Linked DNA regions of Mus musculus: all the other regions are linked to region 2. A link is a contact called in public Hi-C and promoter capture Hi-C data. All regions are on one chromosome and are shown on one strand. Each heading gives the region's core, a stretch centred on a gene start, on an enhancer-like site or on the middle of the called end of the contact. The rest is flanking DNA. Distances are from core to core; before and after follow the strand shown.

Region 1 (6,144 bases), core at 2,455-4,954, 540 kb after region 2:
GCCCGTGCTGCCCAGGGTTTTACCATGTGACTTCACTGCAGCGGTGGCTCTGAACACACAGTGTGCATGTTTTGTACTTAGCAGGCTTTTACACCACACAACCTCAAGAGATGCTGCCTGAAACACTATACACAAGCACATACATGCACACATGTGCACACATACATACACATGTGTGCACACACATGCACACACACATAGTTGCTGCTTGTGATGGTTTGTATATCCTTGGACCAGGGAGTAGCACCATCTGAAGGTGTGGCCTTGTTGGAATAGGTGTGACCTGGTTGGAATGGGTGTGTCACTGTGGATGTGGGTATAAGATCCTCACCCTAGTTGCCTGGAAGTCAGTCCTCCACTAGTAGCCTTTGGATGAAGACATAGAACTCTCAGCTCTGCCTGTGCCATGCCTGCCTGGATGCTGCCATGCTCCCACTTTGATGATAATGGACTGAACCTCTGAAACTGTAAGCTAGCCCCAATTAAATGTTGTTTATTTATAAGACTTGCCTTGGTCATGGTGTATGTTCACAGCAGTAAAACCCTAACTAAGACAGAGTTAGGGTTAATGTTAATGTTCTTTATTCTTTTTTTATATGGGTACATTGTAGCTGTCTCAGACACACCAGAAGAGGGCATCAGATCCCATTACAGATGGTTGTGAGCCATCATGTGGTTGCTGAGATTTGAACTCAGGACCTCTGGAAGAGCAGTCAGTGCTCTTAACCCCTGAGCCATCTCTCCAGTCCTTCAAGTTTCATTTTTTAAAAATGAATTTGGGTTGCAATTAGAAAAGCTCCCAACAATTTTAAATGTCCTTAAATGTGCTGTGTCATTTTATATTACTTACTTATATAAAAGGGAATTCTGTGTATTGAGGATTATAAAATCAAAATGTCAGGGGACTGGAGAGACGGCTCAGGGGTGAAGAGTCCTGGTAGGTCTTCCGGAGGACTAGAGTTTCGTTCCTGGCATCCACAGAGTGGCTCATGATTATAACCCCAGTTCCAGTGAGTCCAGTGTCCTCTCCTGGCCTCTGTGGGCACCAGGCATGTATGAGGTGCACAAACTTATATACAGGAAAGCAACCACATACATAAAATAAAAATAGATTTTTAAAAACTTAAAAATAAAAATTTCAGTCAACTCTGAAAAATGTTGAAAATGTACTATTTTCTGTCCTATCATATACTCAGCCAAGATTTAATTTATTATATAAAAATGACACCACCATCTCGGTATGCATATCTGCTTTTATTGTTGTAATAAATTGTTAAGTGTAAACCAAAGAACTATTTTTTTAAAAAAAGTATTTAATTTGTTATCTGCAAGTGTTCTATTTGTACACATTTTTTTTAAGTTCAAGGATTTTTTTTTTTAATTTGAGTTTGAGAAAAACAGGGCAGGCAAACTATAAATCTTGGAAAAGGAAACCATGCCCTTTGTTTACTCAGTAGCCACATGGCAGACAAGCAGCCGGTGTGGTGAGGGGAGCGTGCGGAGCCTCTGGGAAGTAAGGGAACAAAAGCATCTGGGAACGCATCCTTCAGCAAGAGACAGAGATAGAAAAGACACAGGACAGGTGTCCAGGCTGGCTCTGCAAGCTATGCCCGGTCACATGGTGTTCATGGCTCTATATCCAGGGTCGAATAGAACTTTCTCAGTTGAGATGGGCTGTGAGTGGAACGAGTTTAAGAAGTCCTGGTGTGGGGCAAACACCTTTGTTGCCAGTATCGGGGCTGGGCACAGCCCACTGGCCAGTAGCTTATGTGCAGCATAAGTGTGGACATGGCTAGCCTACAGATTTAGGGGATTGTTTGCGTACATGCGATGTGAGATCCTTTTATGTTAGCATTTACCCTCAAAATGGAGCAATTGCAACTTTGTAAAATGGAGTCACTGGGGCAAAGCTGCTTGCTTACACAATATGGAGTAACTCAGCAGAACTGGCTGGCTGGGATCCCCATTCTTGTCTACTTTTCTTAGGAGCAGAATTGTCTACTGATGAGCAACATAGCTAAAATATGGGCTCAAGTGTGTGTGTGCGCACACTTGATGAAGACTGGAGGCAGGAAGGCAGGTGTGCTGGTTTACAGCACAGAATTAGTGTTCTGCCTCATAACCTAGTGATCTCCAGAGGTAGGGAAAATGACACCCCCCCCCCCCGTTCCAGTCTCGCGCCTAAAGGGTGTCCAGGTTTCCTCCCCGCTGTGTTGTTTCTCCTGCGGAGATATACAGAGGTGCCAACTCTCCCCAGGTAGGGCTCCAATAGCCCAAAGAATCAATCCCATCATGTGCAGCTTTGGTCGACAATGCATCTATTGGGATTGTTAACTGGACTGCAAGTGATACAGGCACTGCACCACCCAGCATGGGTGATGACTCAGGAAAGAAAACTGCATCACTGACTGCAGTCAGGTTGTCAGCCTCCCTCCCCCTCCCCCAAAGCTACTGTTTACAGTTTATAAGCACTACAGGAGAGGGACCTCATGACACTCCCACTACACTCACCTTCCAAGGGTGTGCTATGGGCCCTGAGCTCTCCAGCCAGCGATCAGTTGCCCTCATATGAGAGAGAGCATGGACCCAACCGAGGGGAAACAGCAGCAACATCCCCTATCAATAGTCATCTACCAACTCCTTTGAGGACCTGAATTAGATCCCCAGAATCCACCTTAAAAAGGGAAAGTGGGGGGGGGGCGGTACACAGTCCTGGAGGAATGACACTTGAGGTTGTCCATTTGTTTACACAAGCACTCAATCACAGACTCGCACACATGCCAACAACAACAAAACCTAATAAAAATAAAAAGAGGAGGGAAGGTTGGAAAGAGTGGGCTCTCAGAGGGTACGATGGAACAAGCTTGTAATCCCAGCATTTGCCAAAAGAAGGTAGGAAAAAGCCAACATGGGTCGCGTGATCCTGTCTCAAACCACAAGGTCAACGGCCTGGTGCAGTGGCACACACTAGAAATCTTAGCACTTGGAAAGCGGAAGCAGGTGGATCCGAGGTTGAAGGCTGGCTTAGGCCACACACACACACACACACACACACACACACACACACACACACACACACACAGAGGGAGAGAGAAAGAGAGAGGGAGAGAGAGAGAGTTAGTTAGTTAGTTAGTTAGTTAGTTAGTTAGTTAGTTCAAGGCCAATTTGCATGAGAAAACAGGAAAATGAGCCTATGGGTGAATGTCCTGGTGTGTGTGTGTGTGTCCTGGTGTGTGTGTGTGTGTGTGTGTGTGTGTGTGTGTGTGTGTGTGTGTGTGTGTGTGTGTGTGTGTGTGTGTGTGTGTAGGCCCTGGGCCCACCTAACCCCGGAGAAGGCTAGTCTGTTCGGGCGTTTCCACTCTGCGAGGAGGAGCACCCTTGGGTGGAACCCGGAAAGTGAATCAGCAGTTGGCAGTGCCTGACAGGGCAGGGCAGAACCACCGCCCTGGGGTCTGGAAGGACCGGGAGCAGAGCAGACTCCAGGCAGTGCGCACACAGGGCAGGACAGAACCACCGCCCTGGAGTCTGGAAGGACCGGGAGCACAGCAGACACAGGGCAGGGAGCATCCCGAGCCAAGCCAACTCCGAGCTGGGTGCGCTAGGAGCGGAGCAGACTGGGGCGGGGTGCGCTCCGAGCGGAGCAGACTCTGGGCGGGGCGCACGGGCGCGGAACAGACTAAAGGGGTAGGGAGCATCTTGAGTGGAGCAGACTCGGGGCGGAGCGCACTTGCTGCACAGCAGCTCGGGGCGTGATCAGGGCGGGACCCGGCCGGCGGCAAGGCGGAAGGACTTTTTGGACTTTGAGCCTCCGGTTCTCACCTATAAGATCCTGAACCCCCCTGGCCCGGCACGTCCGAGATTGCAGAATGGAGGCCGGACTGCTATGGTTCTGCAACTGGAGCACGCTGGGCGTCTGCGCCGCACTCAAGCTGCCGCAGATTTACGCGCAGCTGGCGGCGCGCAGCGCGCGGGGCATCAGCCTCCCTAGTTTACTTTTGGAGCTGGCGGGGTAAGGTCCCGGGAGGCCTGCGAGGAATTGGGAGTCCGGGAAACCAAGGGTTAACTCGGGGGCTCGGGGCTAGGAGGTGCTTACCCGGGGCGCTCCCACCCACCTCCCCTGCTTCTTCCCAAATTCCACGATTTGCCTGAGCATGCCCATTTTACAAATTCAGCGAAGATGGGGAACTTGAGTAGACGTTTGAAAATTGAGCTGGGGTCCAACGGGTAGGGATGGCCTGTGACTGCTGCAGGAGCCAAGTTCTCAATAGCCTTGGCTATGTAGTAGAGTAAGGGGCAAAGTTGTAAAACTTTGGTTGGAAAAAGCAAACGGAAAACACACCCCTAAGTCCTGTGATCTTGCACCAGGCTGAGCCCTCTCGGTTTGACACTAGCCTCACCCCACGGTCACCCATTGGTCCTGTGTCCATTCAGTGGGGCGCGCCCATCTATAGAGTTGGGGAAGGGGTGCGGTGCTTCAAGGTGTACCTTTCCAGGGACGCTTGATGGTAGGCGGGGCTCTGAAGGGTCTCTGGCCCGTAAGGCTGCACAGTACAAGAGTATGTGAATTTCAGAGAAGGGAGAAGGCTGTCAGGGTGAGAGGTAAGGCAACAGACAGACTGGAGGATGCAAAAGTGACAGTCTGGCTGTGGCAGAGGATGCGGGTGTGAAGTCAGGAGAGCTATTTGACCTCTGGTTTGCTAAATTCTTCATAGGCATCTGAAGCTGAGGCTTCAGGATGCAGGACTGAATAGAAAGCTCAGGGATGCCTACAGAGTGCCAGCCCAACGTCTCCTATTCTGCTTGTAGCTAACTCTTTGCTGCCTGGCTTTAAATTCGTAAACTCAACCAGAGATGGTCTCAAATCCAACAGCTGACTCCAGTAGAAAACAGCTCTGGCCATGGAATGTTCCCCGGGATCTGGAAGGGTCTTGCAGTAGGTCGTGCTGTAAATAGCAGGCTCTTTCTGGAACTCCCAAAGGCCTCCCTTTCTCCCTTTGAGGCAGTAGGTGGGCTTAGCAGGGTTAAGACCAGTTCTGTGGCCAGAAGGCACGAATATGATCCACCATTGAAATCTACTAGTTATTTATCCCTACTTCCGCCAGACTACAATGGTTCCTAGTTCCTGAGAACTTTCTGAAGGTCCTTCTGGGGCCCCTACAGGCAAATCCTCAAGCAGCTTTATTGGTAAAGTTGTTTTAATCCAGAGGCAGGAACAATAGGGATAGGACGGCAATCTACCTGGATCCTGTCGGTCTACATTCTGACTCCTCCTTCCCTTCTTTAGCTCCCTTCCCCCTCCTTCTCCCTCCATGAGTAGGGTGGTCACTACAATTCTGCTTCCCTCCTGGGCCTTGCTTGCCTGTCTGCCTGCCCCTCACCAGCCAGATGGTCTCTGAGGCATCAGGAAGACACTAAAGGACACCACTGTCAAACCAGCTTTCATACACCAGAGGCGATTCCTTGGGGGCATAGGCCCTCCTCTGATTTCAAGCTCAAACTCTAAAATCATGACTTGAGGGAACTGGATCTTGGCCAGAGCCTACTTTAATGACACCAGAGACTCCATGCCTGGCTGATGATTGCTTTAGAGAAACCTGAAAAACAGAGTTACTTATGCACCATCCCCAGGGCACAGGGGTCCCCCTAAAAGCATAACCAGAACTAGGGCAACATCTCCTGGTGAGACTCTAACCCTTGTGTCCTCACATGGCCTTGGCTTTTGGACCTTAGTTTTCCCAAGTGATGGTGTGATGTGGAAGGCAGTGTAGGTAACCCTGAAGGTTGACCTTCAAGGACTATTGGATACAACATATGGGGCTCTGGCAATATTCCTGAAGGTCTGTCCTCAGGTCAATCACACATATGATGAAGACCACATAGGCTAGTGTTGGGTAAATATGCCAGTGTCTGGAGTCTGGGGAGGTCAGGCACAGGGTGGGCTGTGAATATATGCATCTCTCTGCAGGTTCCTGGTCTTCCTTCGTTATCAGCATTACTATGGGAACCCACTGCTCACCTATCTGGAATACCCCATTCTCATCGCACAAGGTAACTGGCCCTCTAGTCCCCAGCCTTCCCACCTGCTGCCCTGCCCATCTCACAGAGCCTCTCGTTTCAGACATTGTCCTCCTGCTCTTCGTCTTT
Region 2 (6,055 bases), core at 29-2,528:
CATGCATGGTTAAACATGTTAAGCCTTAATTTAACGAGACTTTTGGCAATGTCAACTTCCGTTAGCTGCCTAAACCTCTCCTAAGTTAAGACTAGAGAAGAGAGCCAGCCAACTCGTTGTATATCATTTACAACTGATGAATGGGCTTTGGCAGTAACTTTGTAATTTTAGGTCTTAAGTATTTTCCAGGCAACCTTCCGGTTTAAACACGAAAAGCTTTGAGATACTGTTTTGCCTTTCTGTAGCTTTGCCTAAATAATATAATAGATAAGATCTGAAAGAAAAATGTTACTAACACATTTTGGTATGGGAAGTAGCTAAATCGTGTCAGACAATTAGCACAAGAAGGTAACTCTGGAAGATATAAGCCAATTAAAACAGAAAAGAATTCCAATCAGTCAAAGTCTGCCCGATCTTAGGTTTGAATAAAACAAACCACTACATTCTTTGTCCTCTCCCAGACATTCCTGACAGGCTCTGCCCCCCACACTTTTTCCAGTTATTGAGGATTCTGAGTAGGGTTTCCGGGACAGCCGGGAACCCGTTTTCCCCTAAACCACTAAGTCATTCAAGGAGTTCTAATTCCAAGTCACAGCTGGTGGGTATTCATTAGCAGTGACTCCCAGACTAAATTTGGTCTACCAACTTCCACTCCGGGTCATCGCCTCTGCTCTGTACACGTAGTGAAACTAAAGAAAGCAGCAGGAAACTAACTGCAGGACCGCTGCTCGCGGCCGCGCTCCCCTGCACCTGCCGCGGGCTTGCCCTCCATCATCACCCGGGCAAGTGGAGCGCTGAGTCCGGCTGACGCGAAGAGGGCTCCCATGGGGGGATCCGAGGGCTTGCAGCCGAGGTCCAGGAGCAGCTGCCTTCAGGGCGGCGGCTCGCAAGGTCACCGGTCCCGGGCCACGTGTCCCCTGCCGGCGGCCGCAGTCCGGGCCTCGCGACACGTGGCCGCACATCCCTCCCGCGTCCCGCTCACCTCACAGCACGGTGGCCCGGCTGGCCTGACCCATGGAGGCGCCGCCGCCAAACCCCGAGGAGCGCCCGTCCGTCCGTCCGTCCGCCCGCCGCCGCCGCCCCGTCAGCCGCCTCGTCGAGCCCGCCGCAGACGCCGACCGGAGGTGGCGCCGAGCTGCTGGCTGAGGGCGGCCGGCGGTGGCGGCTGCAGGGACTGACAAAGCCCGACGGTGCGACGCGCCGCTACTTATACGCCGAGCACGTCGTCATGGAGACGCACCAGCTCAAACCAGCCGCGATCGGTTCCGGCCGGGAGGCGCGGGGGAGGGGCGGGGACTCCGTGGCGGCCAACCCGGGTCCCGGCGCCGGAGGCGGGGGACGCGGGCCGGGCGCGTCAGTGGGGCGGGGCGCAGCGCGTGCCCACCCACCCGCCCATACGCCCCGCGCTCCCCGCCGGGCCTCGTGTCGGACACGCCCTGCGGCAGGCCTGCGCACGCGCACCACATCACCAGTCCTGGCTGCCAGCATGCCGCAGGGCCCTATGGGCAGCGGGCGGGAGTCGGCTGGTGCATGCGCACATGTACCTGGTCGCCAGTCTCTCGCCCCCTACCTCTCCGCCTAGGCACACAATCTCTTCCCCCTCTCCAGGTCCTAACGGCTGAACCCAGACCTGGAAGACTAGCAAAATTCTTCCTCGGCTTTCCATTCAGGGGGTGGTATTCCCTAGCGGGGCAGGCGTATCGCAGATGCAAGCGGAGGATGGATGGGCCGTGAGCTGTGCGCCGGCCACATAGACTAGACTTGGTGGCGCAGACTGACCCTGCATCACGACCCTGTATGCCTAAGCCTGAAAGCTTGCTGAGAGACAAGCCCGCGGAGGCTGACCCGGCCACTCCGTGTTATGTTGGTGGCTTCCAACTAGATGTTAGGCATCAGTTGCATGCTAAGTACGCCTTCTATCTAAGCAAGGGTCGTATTGAAAGGCGTGTTAGGGACAAGGTAAGAGGTGGTGGACAGCCACCAGCTGTCTCTCTTATTCTGTCTTTCAGGGTAGCTACAACTTTGAGAAGCCTGAATGCGAACAGAGTCTGGGCAGTAAATTTGTATCCACCAAAGTTACATTGTTAAAGAACAAGTGGGACTGACTTACATATTCAGTATTGGAAAAACACACGAACACTACAATTTGTTACTATGTATACTATGTATACGATGTTAATGGTTTGTTAATTCTCAGTTAAAACCCCTCTCCCAGCCCAGACGTTGAGATACCATAGCAGTACCAAAAAACTAACTTGAATCACAGCAAAGGAAAAAACTTGAAGCTTTTCAAGGGCCTGAGCAGGGCCAGATGACCCACACCTTTAATCCCAGTACTCAGGCAGAGGCAGGCTTTTGTTTATTTGTTTTTTGTTTGGTTTGGGTGGTTTGTTTTTGAGACCTGGCCTCTCAGTTTAGCCCTGGCTTTAGTGGAACTCTACCTGCCTCTGCCTCAAGAATGCTGGGATTAAAGGTATGTTCCTTCTCTGACCAGCTAAATCTCTTAAGTTTGAGACCAGTATAGTCTACAAAGAGTTCCAGACCAACCACGGCTACATAGTGAGACCCTATCACAAAACAAAGTCAAACAAACAAACCCCACTGGCTTTTCTCCAGAGGTCCCTAGAGAAAATCCACAACCCAGCTCCACTCCCAAACTGTTGTGCAGTTTTGTGCAAGCCTTGGTCTCATGTACCCAAGGGTCTTTTACAACCACAAAGTCCTGGGAGGAAAAACCTTAGTACACACTTCCAAGCCTGGGTCATAGTCCATAGATATTTGTTGAATGAGTGAATGAAAGAACGAGTGATTCACTTCTCCCTGAATCATGGCTTCTGCAGAAAGAAACAAGAGCCACAAAAGCATCAAGCAAGCTGTCCATACAACGATGGGATGGGCATTTCACTCTTCTCTTGGGCACCCTGCTCTTCCTTAGTTTTATATAATCCTGGAGCAGTCACAAGGTACCATGCAGAGCAGGAGAAGGGTATGGGATCCCCTCCTAACAACCCTTTTCTTCCCCAAGGACCAGATTAGCTGTTTTGACCAGTCAAAGAACATACAGCCCCAAGCGTTCAATTAGCATCTTTATCTCTGTGATGGGAGATAATCATAGTGTTTTAGTTTTGGAAACCTTACCTGGGAAGAAGAGCGCAGGTCTTGGTCAGGAAGACCAGGAGACCATTCCAAATTATAAACTACTCTGGCTCTATCACAACTGCCTATGTATGTATGGCACCAACCCACCCACATTCCAATTCCTGCCCAAACCCTCGGGAGGTGGTGTCTTGTACATGATCCAGCTGACTGTCAGGGTGGGGACAGAAGGTAGGGAAGGAGGGGCCCATTTCCTGGGGTAGTGGCCCTGCTAGCTGGTGGTAGACAGGCTCCAGCATGGAGAGGTCCCCAAAGCCGGTCTGAAAGCAGCTGAGCTTGAGTCATAAGACTCAACTACTAACCTGCATTCAAGAAGACAGACCAGTGGTGACTAAACCCAGGCTTAGTCAAACGAGTGGCATTACTGATATTATTTTCACCGGTTCCTCCCTTTCCCTACCCATCTTCCTTAAGAGAAAATCAACAAAGGCTAGGCTACCACTCAACACAAGAGTGCTTGCCCCTTTCTCCCTAGGGGCAATTTGAGGCCCCAAGTTCCATTGCCATTGTCTCTCCAAAGTAAAGCGATGAGACCTTATAAAATGCCAATGTCCAGAATGTTATCCTGACATGCAGTGAGGTGTTTGTGCTAGATTGTGCAGAGGCACCGAAGGATGGATGAAACCAGTGTAGATGCTGCTATTAGCGGTGTTCTCAGTTACTGTCTTATATTCTGGGGCTGTCTCTGACTTTCTTAGGGACTCTCAGCACTTGCCCATGGTAAAATCCTGAATCTCACGCCCCTCCTTGGAGGTGCAAGCTCAGTGTCTACAAGTAGTGATGGTTGGGCCAAGTTCTAAGAGCTCTAACTTTATTTTTTAAGACAGCATCTCATGGAGCTCAGGTCCCTGTGTAGCAGAGCAGAGCCTTGAATGGCTACTGCCTCCACCTCCCAAGTACATGGGGTAGTTACAAATGTAAAGAGGGCCCCTTATGGGAAAAGAATTACATCGCATAAAGGAATAACCAGCAATTGTATACAAATCCATTTACTTGGTATTGGCAAAGTCAAGACAGGGCTTTCATTCATCCATTGGTTCATCCCCTCCTAACAACTCCTTTTTTTCCCCAAGGATGAGATTAGCTGTCGTGACCCATCCGAAAATGTGCAGCCTGAAGCATTGTTTGTTTGTTTGCTTGCTTGCTTGTTTGTTTTAGATAAGGTCTCATTGTTGTATGTGTGGCTGGCCAGGAATCTGCTATATAGATAAGCTACCTGGAACTCACAGAGAGTATGCCTCAGTATGCCTCAGCGGGTATTGAAAGCATGGGCCATCACACCTGGCTTCAAGATAGACTCTTAAAAGAGGAAGAGAGGAGGAGGAATCCGTATCCAAAGTCATATCTGTCTTCTAGGAAAAGAACAGACTAGCCAGACATGGTAGCACACACCTTCAATCCTAGTGCTTGGGAGGCAGAGGCAGGTTCAAGGCTGGCCTGGTCTACAAAGCTGGGCTTTGTACAGCCAGGACTGCTCACACTGAGAAACCCTGTCTTGGAAAGAAAGAAAGAAAGAAAGAAAGAAAGAAAGAAAGAAAGAAAGAAAGAAAGAAAGAAAGAAAGAAAGAAAGAAAGAAAGAAAGAAAGAAAGAGAGAGAGAGAGAGAGAGAGAGAGAGAAAGAGAGAAAGAGAAAGAAAGAAAGAGGGAGGGAAGGAAGAAAGAAAGAAAGAAAGAAAGAAAGAAAGAAAGAAAGAAAGAAAGAAAGAAAGAAGGAAGGAAGGAAGGAAGGAAGGAAGGAAGGAAGGAAGGAAGGAAAGAAGGAAAGAAAGGAAGAGAGCAGACTAAAGTGAGATTCCTAATATTAGGCCACATAAGGAAATTAGCACCTGCCTTGCTAAAGGTGCACAACTCAAGATACCTGGGCAATGGAGAGCAGTCACCAGACAAGTCACATCTGGATATTTGACCCAAAATAGTGTTCCACTGCTGTAACTCACCAATGCTAGACTTGCCCTGAAATTGTGTTGAGTGTCTCCAAAGAGCTAACCCTCCCTCCGAGGCAGAAAGTGTGCCACCTCCACTGATAATCCAAATAATGTGCCCAAGGCAGGGAAGGCAGCTTCCAGGTTGTTCTGAGCAATGGTGGCATCATCAGAAGTGATGGCATTGCTCCAGAGGATCTCTTCTAAGCATCAGACACCCATGTGTACAAGTCTCGGTATTTTTATTATGAAGAGTGAAGTTACATCATGACCCTACCTTACCCAGCCCTGGTAGAGCTTACTGGGATGGGACCAGACAGCAAGCCCAGTAGTGGAAACTGGGACAGGACTTTCCCAAGCCCAGCAGGCTCAGGGGCAGGTCAGTGGCCACACAGGACGTGGCAGTGAAGTAACCCCTGTCCTGAGGTTCATTTTAGTGGCATCTGTGGTTTCTGTGGGAGCAACTGGCTGCTAAGAACTCCCTCCTTATTGTGTATTTTCTAGAATTGGAGACACAAGAATCCGAGTATTTATCTTTGGGTAGTGTGCTCATTCTGCATGTCTGTTGAGTTCCTGTATATAAGAGACAACACTGGTAGGACCAGGTTCCTGAGGGTCTGCCAGGGGCCACTAGAAGGATCAGCTTCTGATTCTTAAAGAAAATGGCATGGTTGCTCTTTTTTTTTTTCTTCCTTCCAAGTGCCTGGTGATAGTCACAAAGCACATTTCTGCTGGGTTTTGCTCTTGTCACTTTTTTTTTTTGGCTGGAGCCACACCTTTGTGGCCCCACCTCTGGGAAGCCCCAGCGCTGACAAGCTTCCCTCCTCCTTTTGTGGTAGGGAACAGTGTCTGGCTGGCCCTTGCACAATGAAAGCTTCAGGAAGGTAAGCACTTTTCCTGGAGACGGTATGCCTGTCAATTTCCTGGCAAGTTGTGGTCAAGAACACCTTGAGGGGCTTCTAGGAAGAGAATCCAC
Region 3 (5,700 bases), core at 1,602-4,101, 730 kb after region 2:
CTTTTAGAGACTAATGTCCTAGGCACTGCCTCCTAAGTAGTTACTGCTCTCTATGCATAGGTTTCTCTGTATTAGCTCCCTGTGTGGGAGCAAGACTCCTTCAAGAGCTCATTGAACACGAATCTCTCTAAGGTGACTGCATTCATGTCACCACCCAGATCTTCCTGATCATCTAATGTGCAAACCAAGTTCACCTCCATCCAGGATTGTCTTCTCCCTGCTCCCCAAAGCCAAGAGCAGGTTTAAGCCATTTAACTTATCCTGGCAACAACACTTAGCAAGCTATGTAACTGCTCTGCACATGGCTTATTAATTCTTTGCATTTGCTAGTCAATTAAAAAAATACTACTGACATGTTAAGTCACTATTTTACAGGCAAGAAAATAGAGTCCCTACTTTATTAACTTCTTGCTTAATCCTTTGTCCATGGCCAGATCTTCACTACAGTATCAAACAGACCCGCAGAGGACTGAGCAGTCAAGTATAGAATTGCTCTGGGACACACAGAGTCTGGCTAACAGTCTTGAGGTAAAGAGGAGCTAAAGACACTTGTCTTAAGACAAGTTACCCATGAATCTGGACTTCAGACATCTTGACAAACGTCAATATGGAAATGAGGCCTAGGATGGAGCATGCAACCTCAGAAAGATCATTTAGGAAAGGCAAACATGGAGCCAGATTATGCTGCGAGGACTCGACTTTGTCCTGGGAGCACTAAGGAACCACTAATTCCTTTGGCCAAATGAAGATAGAAACACACCTTCAAGAGACCATACGTTAAGGATGAAGCACACAGGCGGTGAGTGAGAGGCAGCAACAGTGGCAGGAAACTGGTCGAGATGGCATTATAGCACAGAATAGCTGATGTGAATGACTTCAGTGACCTGGGGGTGGGAGGGGGGGTGTCTGGGGGTGATTCTGAAACAGAGGAAAAGGTAACAGCCATGTCCAGAGTGCTGGCTCAGGCACCACGATAGGCAGAGCACCATTAAGGTGGGATTCGAGAAAGAGGTTGCTTTCTTAAGGCGGGGGTGGGGTGGGGTGTGTCTGTGAATCTGGCTTTGGATATCAGAGTTTGAAATCTGCAGCTCAGCAGTTATAAACGCTCGCTGTTCTTCCAGAGGGCTCAGTTCATCCATGTGCCAATTCATAACCACTTATTATGAGCTCCAGGTGATCTAACACTGGTTTCGGGCCTCCGTGGGCACCAGTACACACGTGGCATCCACGAAGACATTTTCTTTTTTAAGAAGGGACATCTAACAAACAGTTGGAGAGCTCCAGGAAAGATGTACAGGTTTGGGAGTTACCTCGAGGCAACTAAAAATACCAGACTGGATAAGAAATCTAAGACTTTAGAAGACGTTATCTTCTGATAACCAAAAGTTAAGCGGTTTTCATTTAGAGCGTCTATCAAATCCTTAAAAAAAAAAAAAAACCTACCATGATCACAGGCCACAAGTTAGCAGTAGTGAGCGGTCACCTACATGAACAAACTGTAGAGAATCCTGGATGACACCCACGTGTCTGAAAAGGAAGGCGAAGGGGACAAGGGGACCCACCATGGCTGTCAAAAACACAACAAAGAGTTCTCAGCCAAAAGTGAGTGGTTAGTTATGACACAAGATAGGGTGTGAAACGAATACTGTAATTGACAAAACCATCAGTGACCTACGGATCTTATTTACAACAATCTTACCAAGTGCTTAGGACTAGAGTCCCCAGCACAGTGCTGGGTGGTAATGCAAGATCAGGTGGAAACTGAGCAGAAATTACTTAAAGAGAGAGAGAGAGAGAGAGAGAGAGGGAGAGAGAGAGAGAAGTTTGGGAAAGGCTGTCACTTGCAGTCATTCTGAGGGTCTTCCCAGTTTCCTCATTACCTAGCCCCAAGGCCAGACATCTCTGTACACACATCTCTGGGTCAGTTCTGACAAACTCTAAAAATAACTATCTCAAGGTTGCTCCAAGGAGTCAGACAAGACAATGCTCATGGCACAGGACCCGCCAGAATGGCTTGGATACAGCTTGCCTTGCTGAGAAAACAGCGATCAGGAGAAACGGACAAAGGAAGAATCCAGCAGGGACCCTGAGAAAGGTGGGAAGCACGGAACGGAGGGAACTTTCTCACTCTTTCATTTCCCCTGTCAGACAGCAAAGATGGACAGGCAAGATCGCCCAGTTGGTTAAGGCACTTGCCACCGAGCTTTACAAACTCTACCAGAGTTCCATCCCGCGAACCACAAGGCTGGAAGCATGGAACAGACTGCCCCAAGTTGCCTTCTAAACTCTACACGTGCCCCGTGGAATCCACGCGCTCGCGGCCCCCACCCCAACACAAAGTAAGAAAAATCCAATAGAAACATTTAAAAAGCAAAGGGCGGTTCAAGAATTGGGAGTTGCAGGGAGAGCCCCGGGGCAGCAAGCGACACTGTGCAGAGGGCCCGATGCAAGGAGCGCGTCCCACAGCACTTGACCTCCCGTGGCCCGGGTCCCCGCTCACCAGTAGGTTTTCCACGTTGATGGGGTCTCGGCAACGCCGGCGCACCGTTTCCTGCGCCGGGTCCACCAGCAGGCTGGGCTGTCTCCGCGCCGTCCGCTGCTGACTCATGCTGTCCCGCGCCCCTCGCGCCCCACGCGCCCTCCCGCCTTCCCCGGAGGCTCGGCGCGCGCGTTCCCGGCCCCTTCAGCGCCGCCCGCTCCACCCACGGAGCACTGCGGCTCCACCCACGAAGCGCCGCGGTCCCACTCGCGCAGCGATGAGCCCAGGCGCAGAGGGGGTCAGGGTAGGCTCGGAGGGGACCAGGGTGACCGCGGAGGCGCTCAGGTTCCCTGGCCGGCCATCTTTCCGCATGCGCAGTGCACCCGCGTTTGCACATGCGCAGCGCCGTCCGTTAGATCTCCCGCGCACACCGGTCCTCGCCCGCTGCCGACGCCCGGGTGTTCCGGAGGATGGATCCTTGGAGAGGATGGCGGCGGCGGGGGGTGGGGGTGTGTGTGGTGGGATGGGTTGGGGGAAGAAAAGAGGTGGAGCAGGGATTCCGGGGGATCGGAGCAGGCGCTCTCTAGTCCCAACCAGCGGACTGCAGGTTCTGAGTGCCCCGGGGCGATGATGGTGGGGCTCCCATCAGTCATCTAAAGGTGCTTAGCACATGCTCATGAAACAAGCCATCTTGGAGGGACCAGAAGGTGCAAGCTTCAAAGCCAAGCTCCACAGAGGCCCAGGCAGGGAGATCACGTGTTTGAATTCGAAGTCAGCTAAAGTTCGTAGTGAGAGTAGAATTTGTCCCAAAACCACAAACTTTACCCTCTATATCAGTTTTATTTTATTTTATTTTTGGTTTGGTTTTCCGAGACAGGGTTTCTCTGTGTAGCCGAACTCAGAAATCCGCCTGCCTCTGCCTCCCAAGTGGGATTAAAGGCGTGTACCACCACTGCCCGGCTCTGTATCAGTTTTTGATTACTTATTATTATATCAGGTATTGGGCTGGCTCAAGAAGATACTGTTTTGAATATAATAGACTGGATATCAGAATCCAATGGAGGAGAAAGATAAAACAGTTTAACGGGCTGGGAGAGGAGCACTGGCTAAGTTTAGGAGAACTTCCAGAGGACCTGAGTTCAATTCCCATCACCCACAGGGTGGCTCACAACCATATGTTACCTCCAGGCCCAGGGGGATTTAATGCTCTTTTTCTGGTCTCCACAGGCACCAGGCACGGACATGTTAACATGTTAGACAGTCATACATGTAGGCAAAACTTCTATGCACAGAAACTAAATTAGAAAGAGAAAAGAAAAGAGAAGTAAGTGACCTGGAGCCATAGGTATCTTTTCAAATTGTAAGGTCTTAAGCCAGTTTCTAAAAGTCGTTCTGTGCCTTAGTTTCTAAATTTGTAATGTGGAGAGTTCTTACTGATCGAAGTTACTAGCTTGTTCTCTCAAAAACCTGTCTCTGTAAAATTGCCCCAGTAAACTGCCACCTCCCTTTCTTAAGTAGCTTCTTTCCTGCCCTGTTCTCTTGTGAGTTGGGCATATCCTCTGACTCATTCTGTCAAATCTTTCTCTGATTCCTCACTTTGTCTGCCCTTAGTTAGATGCTACTTTTAAACATGTCTGCTTTCTTCTAAAAACCAACCTTACCTTCATTGCTAGGGATTAAAGGGTGTATGAAGGTGTCTGTATTCCAGCCAGAATGTACTATAATCCAGAGAGTGTCTGCATTTGGCCAGATCATGTAGACTTAGAGAGTCTTGGATGTGATCCCTTGTCAGAGTAGCCATGATGCTGGATTAAAATTCCTTTGCAGTGTGGTTTGATGTTTCGCCTGCCTGCATGTCTGTGTGTGGACACCATGTTCTCTGACACTAGAATTACAGACAGTTGTAAGCCACCAGGTGGTTGCTGGGTATTAAACCTGGGTTCTCTGGAAGAACAGTCAGTGCTCTTAACCACTGAGCCATCTCTTTGGCCCCTTTCACTTATTTTTAAATTATGTGTGTGTATGGGTTTGTGCACATGAACTGCAATGCTTTCAGAGGCTTGAGGCTTCTGGCTCCCCAGGAGCTGAAGTTGCAAATGGCTAGAGATGGATGCTTTGGCCCTCTTGGAAAGGCAGAAGTGCTCTTAACTCCAGAGCCACAGCTCTAGCCGCTATGTGTTTGAATGAAAGGGTAACACAATGCGCAACTTCCAGGCTGGAAGGAAGCTGCGGGAGTGAGACCTGGGACTTAGTGAGGGCGGAAGAGGCTTTTGGAAGAAGTTGGCTCCCACTAGATTTTACATTTCTAGGGGTCCGATACCATCTTAAGGGGGGGGGGTGTGTCAGAGGTCTTTGATCCTCTTGGGATCTCCAGTGTTAAGCTTGGAGCATGGCAGGTAGCAAGCGCTCAGTAAATGTTTGCCGAAGATTGGTAGAAGTAGAATACAACTGTGGAGAGGTCATCTCTAGAAGAGAAAGAGCACATTTTATGCACGAGTGGAGAGTTTCTCAGAGCAACTAGGAAAGACTCTACCACAAGGAGTTCGGAGAGATCCAATGCTGGAAAACAGGCATGGCTAATTTTAAGACCCCTTTCTCCATCCTCTGTTGAATGCCAAACCCTCTCTATACCTTTGTTCATGTGACTCTCATTTCAGATCTGAAGGTATGACCAAGCATGGTAGTGTATGCTCAGAATAACAACACTCTGGACACTGAAGTAGGACCACCAGATGCTAGAGATCAGCCAGGGTTACATAGCGAGAGACCATGTCTTAAACAACCAAAGCAACAACAAAATACAAGTTTCTGCTGCCAGCAAGTCCTGAAGAATAGTTTTCTTCCCAGTTTACAGATCAGAAAATCGAAGATCAGTAAGATTACAAAATTTACCCCAAGGAGCTAGCTAGTGAGTGCTAGAGACATGGTTTGAGTTCACAGCTGGATAATTCATTGGTATTTGGACCCTTGAGCAGCTTGTTGAAAACTGACCATATTTTCTACAGTCAAAAAGAATTAGGCCAGCAAAGGGGTGTGACTTAGGCACTCCAGGCTAATGAAAGAGCTTGAGCACACCCATCTGGGGAAAAGGAGAACAGCTGTTCCCTCAGTCACAGAAAAGCCCAGTCATGGGGCTGTAGCCTGAGGTTTAATCATCCCAGCGTTGTTTGAGCATCTTTCGGGTGCTGGGCTGTAGGTCAGGAGCTCTAACTCTTACAAGG
Region 4 (6,492 bases), core at 2,797-5,296, 750 kb after region 2:
CTGGCTGGCCAGAGAGCCCAGGGATCCTTCCGTCTCTGCCTCTGTTGCACAGCTGTATCGGATGGTTTTTTGTCTTAGCAAGGGTGCCAGGGGATCGAACTCAGGTCCTCACGCTTTCATGCAAGCACTTTGCCAACTTAGCTGTCTCCTTAGCTCTCTTGAGTTGTGTGTTATTCAAAGTTTCAGTTTATCAGGATGTTGATTTTACTGCCTGGAAATGACAGCTTGTCCCTCATTGCTGGACATAATTGGGCCAGGATATTACTTACTTTGATTCTGTCTGCATTATTATTATTTTTTTTTAAAGACGAATGGCCTGGAACCCACTATGTAGATCAGGTTGGTCTTGAACTCACAGAGATCTGCCTGTGTCTGCCATCTGAGTGCTAGGATTAATGGTGTGAATTACCACACCCAGCTTGATGGCTGTTTTCTTTGCCTCCCAAGTACAGTACTAGGGTTAGAATTACAGGAATGTCACTGGCTTTGGCTTTCTTTCCAGAGTGGGAGTTGGGGTCAAGGGGAGGTGTGGAGGTCAGAAAGACAACTTGTGTGAGTTCCTCTTCCATTTCACTATGGGGACTGAACTGTGGTTGCCAGGTTTTACCTGCGGAGCCCTCTCCTTGGCCCCGCCCCTGTCCCTGCCCCTCTCCCCGCCCCTGCCCCTCTGCACCCCCTCCACCACCCGTCCCCCTCTAGTGGCGATTACCAGATTAGAACCCCATTTAGCCTGAATTACTTCCTTGTGGTGCTGTCCCAAGATGACCAATCCTAAGACTAGGACAGACCTTCCAAATGTCTCTCTTAGGTGAGGAGGGTTGCTAGTGAGTGCTCCTGTGCAAGTCTCCCCACCAAATTGCTCCTGAAGATGGCTCGGCGGGGGGGGGGGGGGGGGCGGGGGGGGGGACGCTCTGATTCTCTCTCCCAGAAGCTCCTGGCTTTTCATTCAGATCAGGTGTTCCCACCACCTGAGGGAAGCCTGTAGGGCTTTTTCTTAACCAGTGATTGATGGGGGAGGGCCCAGTTCACCGTAGGCGGGTCCTCCTTTGGGCTGGTGGTCCTGGGTTCTATAACAATGTCGACTGAGCAAGTCATGGGGAAGCAAGTTAGTAAGCAGCATCCCTCCATGGCCTCTTCATCAGCTCCTGCCTCCAGATGCCTGTCCTGTTTAAGTTTCTGCCCTGAATTCCTTCAGCAATGGAAGTGTAAGCCAAATAAACCCTTTCCTCCCCAACTTGCTTTTGGTCATGGTATTTTATCATAGCAATAGTAACCCCAATTAGGGCAATACTTAAGGTCATCATTGCTAGGTTTTATGTTACTTCCATGCTTACTTTTTTAATTAAAAATTTTAATGTGCGTGTCTGTGTATTTTGGTCTGCACATATGTCTGTGTGCTACATTCAGGTCAGGTGCTTGCAGAGGCCAGAAGAGGACATCAAATCCTCTGGAACTGGAGTTACAGATGGTTGTGAGTCACCATGTGGGTACTGGGACTCAAGCCTCAGTCCTCTGGGAGAGCAGTCAGTGCTCTAAACCTCTGAGCCATCTCCCAACCCCTACATGGTTAATTTTATGAGAAGTTGTGAAGTAGTGTGCCAGTGTGACCGTGTTCCTTTATATCCTCATAGCTAGGCACAAGGTTCTAGGGTCTCTGCGTCTTTGTCAGTCTTTGGTATTACCACTTCCCACTTAGCCTTTCTGCAAGGTATGTGGTGGTGTCTTATTGTCCTTTTAAAAGGTTTGTTTTTATGTATGTGTGTATACTACATATGTGAGGGTGTCCACAGAGGCCAGAAGAGGGCATTGGATCCCTTTGGGATTGGTGGTTGTGAGCTGCCATCTGTGGGTGCTGGGAACTAAACTTAGGTCCTCTGTATAAGCCACAAGCTCTCTGAACCCCTAAGCGATCCCTCTTGCCCCCTCTCCAGGTTCTCTGCTGTCTATCCTTTCTGCTTTAGTAAAGTGACACTTCACACCTTTGGCCCACTTTCTGATTGCACTGTTGGGCTTTGCTCTCCCCTGGATGCATACTTTGTGAGCGTCTCCTTCCACGTGTGCCTTGTTTCTTCATTTTCTTAGCATGGGCTTTGGCAGAGCAGAATTCTTATTAAAGTCTAGTGTATCAGCTGTGTGTGTGTATTTGTATATGTATGTCTGCGTGTGCCCCTATGTGTGTCTGTGTAACTGTGTGTCTCTCTGTGTATGTATTTGTGTGTGTGTGTGTGTGTGTGTGTGTATATATATATATATATATATATATATATATATATATATATATATATGTCTGCATGTGCCTCTATGTGTGTCTATGTGTCTCTATGTGAGTGTATTTGTATATATATGTCTGAGTGTGTGTATCTGTGTACCTCTCTGTGTGGGTACTTATATATGTATGTTTGCATGTACCCCTATGTGTGTGTTTGTGTCTGTGTGTGTATTTGAATATATATATTTGTTTGTGTGTCTCTTTGTGTGGGTTTTTGTATATGTATGTCTGTGTATCTATATTGTGTGTGTGTTTGTATATAAATGTTTCTCTGTGTGTGCCTTTGTCTGTGTGTCTATATATGTATGTGTATTTGTATATATATATATATATATATATGTCTGAATGTGTGTATCTATGTGTCTCTCTGTGCGGGTATTTGTATATGTATGTCTGTGTGTCTCTCTGTGTGTGTATCTATCATCTATCTGTGTGTATCTGTGTATCTCTGTATGCTTGTATATGTATGTCTGTGTGTGCATCTATAAGTGTGTTTGTGTAATATGCTTTTGATGTTAAATTAATAAGCTCTTTGACTAACTCTAGTTCACAAAAACATTCTATTATTTAAAGAACTGCATTCTGGTCACATGCTTTCTTTGAGTCTGTGGGCCTCTGGGAGTCAACTGTTGTTAAAGGTGCTGTGGTTTAGGTCCAGGTTCACTTCCTTGCTGGGTTGTTCCAGTACCGTTTGTTGGAAAAGCTTCCTCACCTCCGCTGAATTGCTTTCGAGCTGATTTCTAAGATGGTCAGAGTTGATCTTTCTTTGAACTGGAGGAGAGAGAAATTGACAGAGCACTGGGCTCCACCCCCAGCATAAACCGTGTGTATGGCGTATGCCTGTGAACTGGGCAGGCTGGAGGTGGAGGCAGGAAATCAGCAGTTCAAGAGCATCTTTGGCTACACAGAGGATTTGAGGCTAGCCTGGGCTACCCGAGCCCCTCGTCTCAAAAAAACCAAAGTTGTTGCTGTAGATGTGTTTTTAAGGTAACTCTAGGCATCCAGATAGCCATGAATACAGTCAGCTTTAGGACACTGTGAGTCAAGATTGTGCAGTAGCTGAGTGGGGATATGAGTCAGGGCAGACGGACTGGCTGTGCTGATGGCGTCTGGCAGCCTGCAGTATCCTAGGCTGATCTGGGGCACCCTGACCTGTAGGGTGAAGTTAACCTTGTGGTTGGTATGGGGCATGACCTGCCTGGGCTCCTTCAGGGACTGCCTTGCCTAAACTGCTGGCCAATTTTAGCTATCAGCTCCTATCAGACCTCCCCACCCACTGAAGAGGTTTGAGAAGTTGGGTTTAGAAACCTGGGTAGCCAATATGTGGAATTTAAATGCAGTCTGGGAAATGTGAGTTTCCATTTGTTAAGGATACTGATAACTTTAAAAAATGTTCTAATACACAGATGTGCTCACTGGAGAAATTAAGGAAAAAAATACAATTATGCAAACTGTATCTGAAATTTTCTTGTCCTGAAAAAATTCTTGTGAACCCTAAATTATTTTGGAAGAAATTATCTTTTTTTTTTTTTTTTTTTTTTTTTTTTTTTTGGCAATTCATTCCAAAACCCCTTTCTCAGTCCAGTTGAGTCATGGAAAGACAAAGCTAGTTTGGAAACAAAAATTCTCTCAATGGCTGAATCTGGAGAGAATTTTCAACATGGCTGGCCATGCTGCTGAATGAGGCCTTTGTGTGTGGGGGCAGAGGTCATACCAGAGAGCCCAGCAGTATTAAAAGGTGGGGAGCCTGGGGTCCGGCTGTGGCCAAAGCTGCAGAATGGGCTTTTGTTTCCCCTGGTCTGCTGTCCCAGGGAAGGCCGAGGACATCAAAGGCATGTCTACAGACTGTTATCTGGCCTCATCCTTTGCCCTGCCAGCACAAGGAGGTCTCCCTGTGGGGAGCCAGGGTGAGGGAGCCCTGAGCTAACACCCACTGTTAATTGTAGGCAGGGGTTGATCAACGACATTAGCATTTGCCAATTCTGTCCGGCTCTCTGATTTGTTTGGAGGAAAATATATTGATTTCTTTATCTGATTAAAAGATTGAAAAGCATTCTGTTCAGAATCAAAGATGATATGTGCTGGTGGCAGAAAATGTATAAGTGGAAGAGAAAGCAAAACAAGAAATAAATTCCTTTTTCTAGAGATAAGCACTGTCAGCATTTGGGGGCACCATCAATCTTTACACTTTTTTTGTTTGTTTTGGTGTGTGTGTGTGTGTGTGTGTGTGTGTGTGTGTGTGTGTGAGAGAGAGAGAGAGAGAGAGAGAGAGAGAGAGAGAGAGAGAGAGAGAGAGAGAGCATGTGTGTGTGTATACATGTGCACAAGCCATAGCAGGTCAGAGGACAACTTGGCACAGTTCTGTCCTACCATGTGGGTCCAAGCGTCAGTAGGATAGGCAGCAAGTGCCTTTACCCTCTGAATCATCTGGATGGCCATTGCTATTGTGTTGCTTTGTTTTATCTTGAGACAGGGTTTTACTAGGGCACAGAGAAATTGTAACCATTTTACCTAATAAATAACCATCTGTTACCTCAATGATACTTTTGAACAGTTCCTATAAGGGATAGGTGTAAATTTATAATATTTAGCAGTATATATTCACTATAATATAAATATAATGTAAATATTTGATTAAGCAGAGAAGACCACAATACAACTTCCATTTCTTCAAAGCCCAAATCTCATAATATAAAGAAATTATGTCAAAGAATATTTGATATCTGCAGCTATCAAAACGTGTGAAGTGGAATACTTACAGTAAGGACACAGAGAAAAGATGCCCCCCAGAGTGAGAAGGAAATGGTATCTAATGTGGAACAGCCTTTTAACATGGATGGTACAGTTAATCCCAGCACTCTGGAGTCAGAAGCAGGCAGATCTCTATGAGTTTGAAGCCAGTCTGGTCTACACAGTGAATTCCAGGCCAGCCAGGGCTATTCAGGGAGACTCTGACTCATAACTACAAAAGAACAACAAAGTGATCTGTGTTCTGACTGATGAGCAAGTACTGGGTGTACTTTTTCTCTTAAGTCTTCTACCAACTGGGGGCCCCTCTGGGAGAAAGCCTAAGAAGAACAGCAAACAGAAGCAGAGTGATGGCTGCTGCTGTGCGATTGACATCTGAGCCAGAGACATGGGTAAGGTGAAGGAAACGCTGCTGCCACTGTGAGCCATGATTTCAGGTGGGACGTGAGTGGGATGATCTGCAGGACTGTGGTCACGATCTTCAATCAGACAGTGTCTGGCTCGCTTGTACTGACTGGCTGTACTGTGTTATGGTCACCTTACCTGCCCAGATCCTCAGAGGCCAGAATTAGGTCCTGTCACCTGGGAACTCACCAGAGCCAATCCGAGGATTAGGGTACTCCTGGAATTGGCCCAGGAACACATTCAGCTCAATTATTTGATACCATGTAGCTAACCATACTTTGATGTTGCATTTCTCCCTCCCTGTCAGGAGATCTTTGAATCTCTGCAGGGATGGTAGGGAGCTGACAGACAAAGAGATATCGTGGGAGAGGAGAGCAGTGGTGGGATTCCCGAGTGTGAAGTCACTTAGGCAGCCTGTCCCTTTGTTTCTTTGTTTCTGGGCTATAGCAAAGAGTAGGAAGATTACTTTGAGATGTGTCTAGCAACCGCTATCACAAGTGCTAGCTTCTTGCTGTGTTTGATGTGTTTTCAGGAACCACACACATCCTTTGTGTCCTCTTACATCTATGTTGCCAAACTGACTTACTAGATAGAGCCTGGATGTAGTGGTGATGATGGCGCCGACTACTACTATTTCTGCTCCTTCTCCTCCTCCTCCTCCTCCTCCTCCTCCTCCTCCTCCTCCTCCTCCTCCTCCTCCTCCTCCTCCTCCTCCTCCTCCTCCTTGTCCTCCTCCTCCTCCTTCTTCTTTTCTTCTTTTTCCTCTTCTTTCTCCTTTTCCTCCTCCTCCTCTTCATCTTCCTCTAAGGTTTAATTTTAACTATGTGTATGGATATGTGCACATACATGCACATGGCTGAGGAGGCCAGAAGATGGTGTCAGTTACTCTAGAACCGGGGTTAAGGATGGTTGTAGGCCACCTGGTATAGGTGGTTAGAACTGAATTCAGGTCCTCTAGAAGAGCACTGAGTGTTCTTAATTGCTGAACCCCTGGATTTCTCAAGTTTTCAGAATTAACATAATATATAAGTACACTGTAGCTGTCTTCAGACACACCAGAAGAGGGTATT

Evidence for each region. Promoter capture Hi-C pulls out the DNA fragments that hold promoters and counts their contacts. A called contact is a pair of places that touch in the nucleus more often than the background predicts. Capture Hi-C pulls out chosen DNA fragments and counts their contacts.
Region 1: a promoter capture Hi-C map of liver shows a contact between it and region 2. The contact joins the promoter of Pqlc3 here to the promoter of Odc1 in region 2. A contact is called at or near these places in 3 of 39 promoter capture datasets (liver, pre-B cells and stem cell-derived epiblast-like cells), 3 of 484 Hi-C or Micro-C datasets (CD4 T cells, hematopoietic stem and progenitor cells and pro-B cells), 5 of 115 datasets of contacts at active chromatin or transcription factors (bone marrow-derived macrophages, effector CD8 T cells, embryonic stem cells and 2 more) and 2 of 9 other capture datasets (adipose tissue and liver).
Region 3: a Hi-C map of the HPC-7 cell line shows a contact between it and region 2, with 3 times the contacts expected there. The contact joins the promoter of E2f6 here to the promoter of Odc1 in region 2. A contact is called at or near these places in 9 of 39 promoter capture datasets (the 3T3-L1 cell line, the SN4741 cell line, cranial neural crest and 4 more), 3 of 484 Hi-C or Micro-C datasets (the HPC-7 cell line, the N1E-115 cell line and cardiomyocytes), 1 of 115 datasets of contacts at active chromatin or transcription factors (extraembryonic endoderm stem cells) and 1 of 9 other capture datasets (liver).
Region 4: a promoter capture Hi-C map of cranial neural crest shows a contact between it and region 2. The contact joins the enhancer-like site here to the promoter of Odc1 in region 2. A contact is called at or near these places in 6 of 39 promoter capture datasets (the 3T3-L1 cell line, cranial neural crest, frontonasal cranial neural crest and 2 more).

Annotation. Positions count from the first base shown.
Region 1 is chr12:16,997,678-17,003,821 of GRCm38.p6, reverse strand. Pqlc3 (PQ loop repeat containing) reads left to right here and starts at 3,704. Exons shown (of 7, transcript NM_172574.2): 1 at 3,704-4,009; 2 at 5,966-6,048; 3 at 6,119-6,144. The coding sequence starts at 3,867.
Region 2 is chr12:17,540,096-17,546,150 of GRCm38.p6, reverse strand. It overlaps Odc1 (ornithine decarboxylase, structural 1), which reads right to left and starts at 1,278. Exons shown (of 12, transcript NM_013614.2): 1 at 983-1,278. Gm22748 (a small nucleolar RNA gene) reads right to left here and starts at 5; the gene lies at 1-5.
Region 3 is chr12:16,808,116-16,813,815 of GRCm38.p6, reverse strand. E2f6 (E2F transcription factor 6) reads right to left here and starts at 2,851. Exons shown (of 7, transcript NM_033270.2): 1 at 2,501-2,851. The coding sequence starts at 2,608.
Region 4 is chr12:16,787,540-16,794,031 of GRCm38.p6, reverse strand. All of the region lies in intron 1 of Greb1 (gene regulated by estrogen in breast cancer protein), which reads left to right. Among named protein-coding and RNA genes, the nearest start is that of Greb1, 10 kb to the left of the region's middle. Within about 2 kb of position 4,046, at least 77 of the 459 cell types and tissues checked have an H3K27ac peak or open chromatin away from gene starts, as enhancers often do.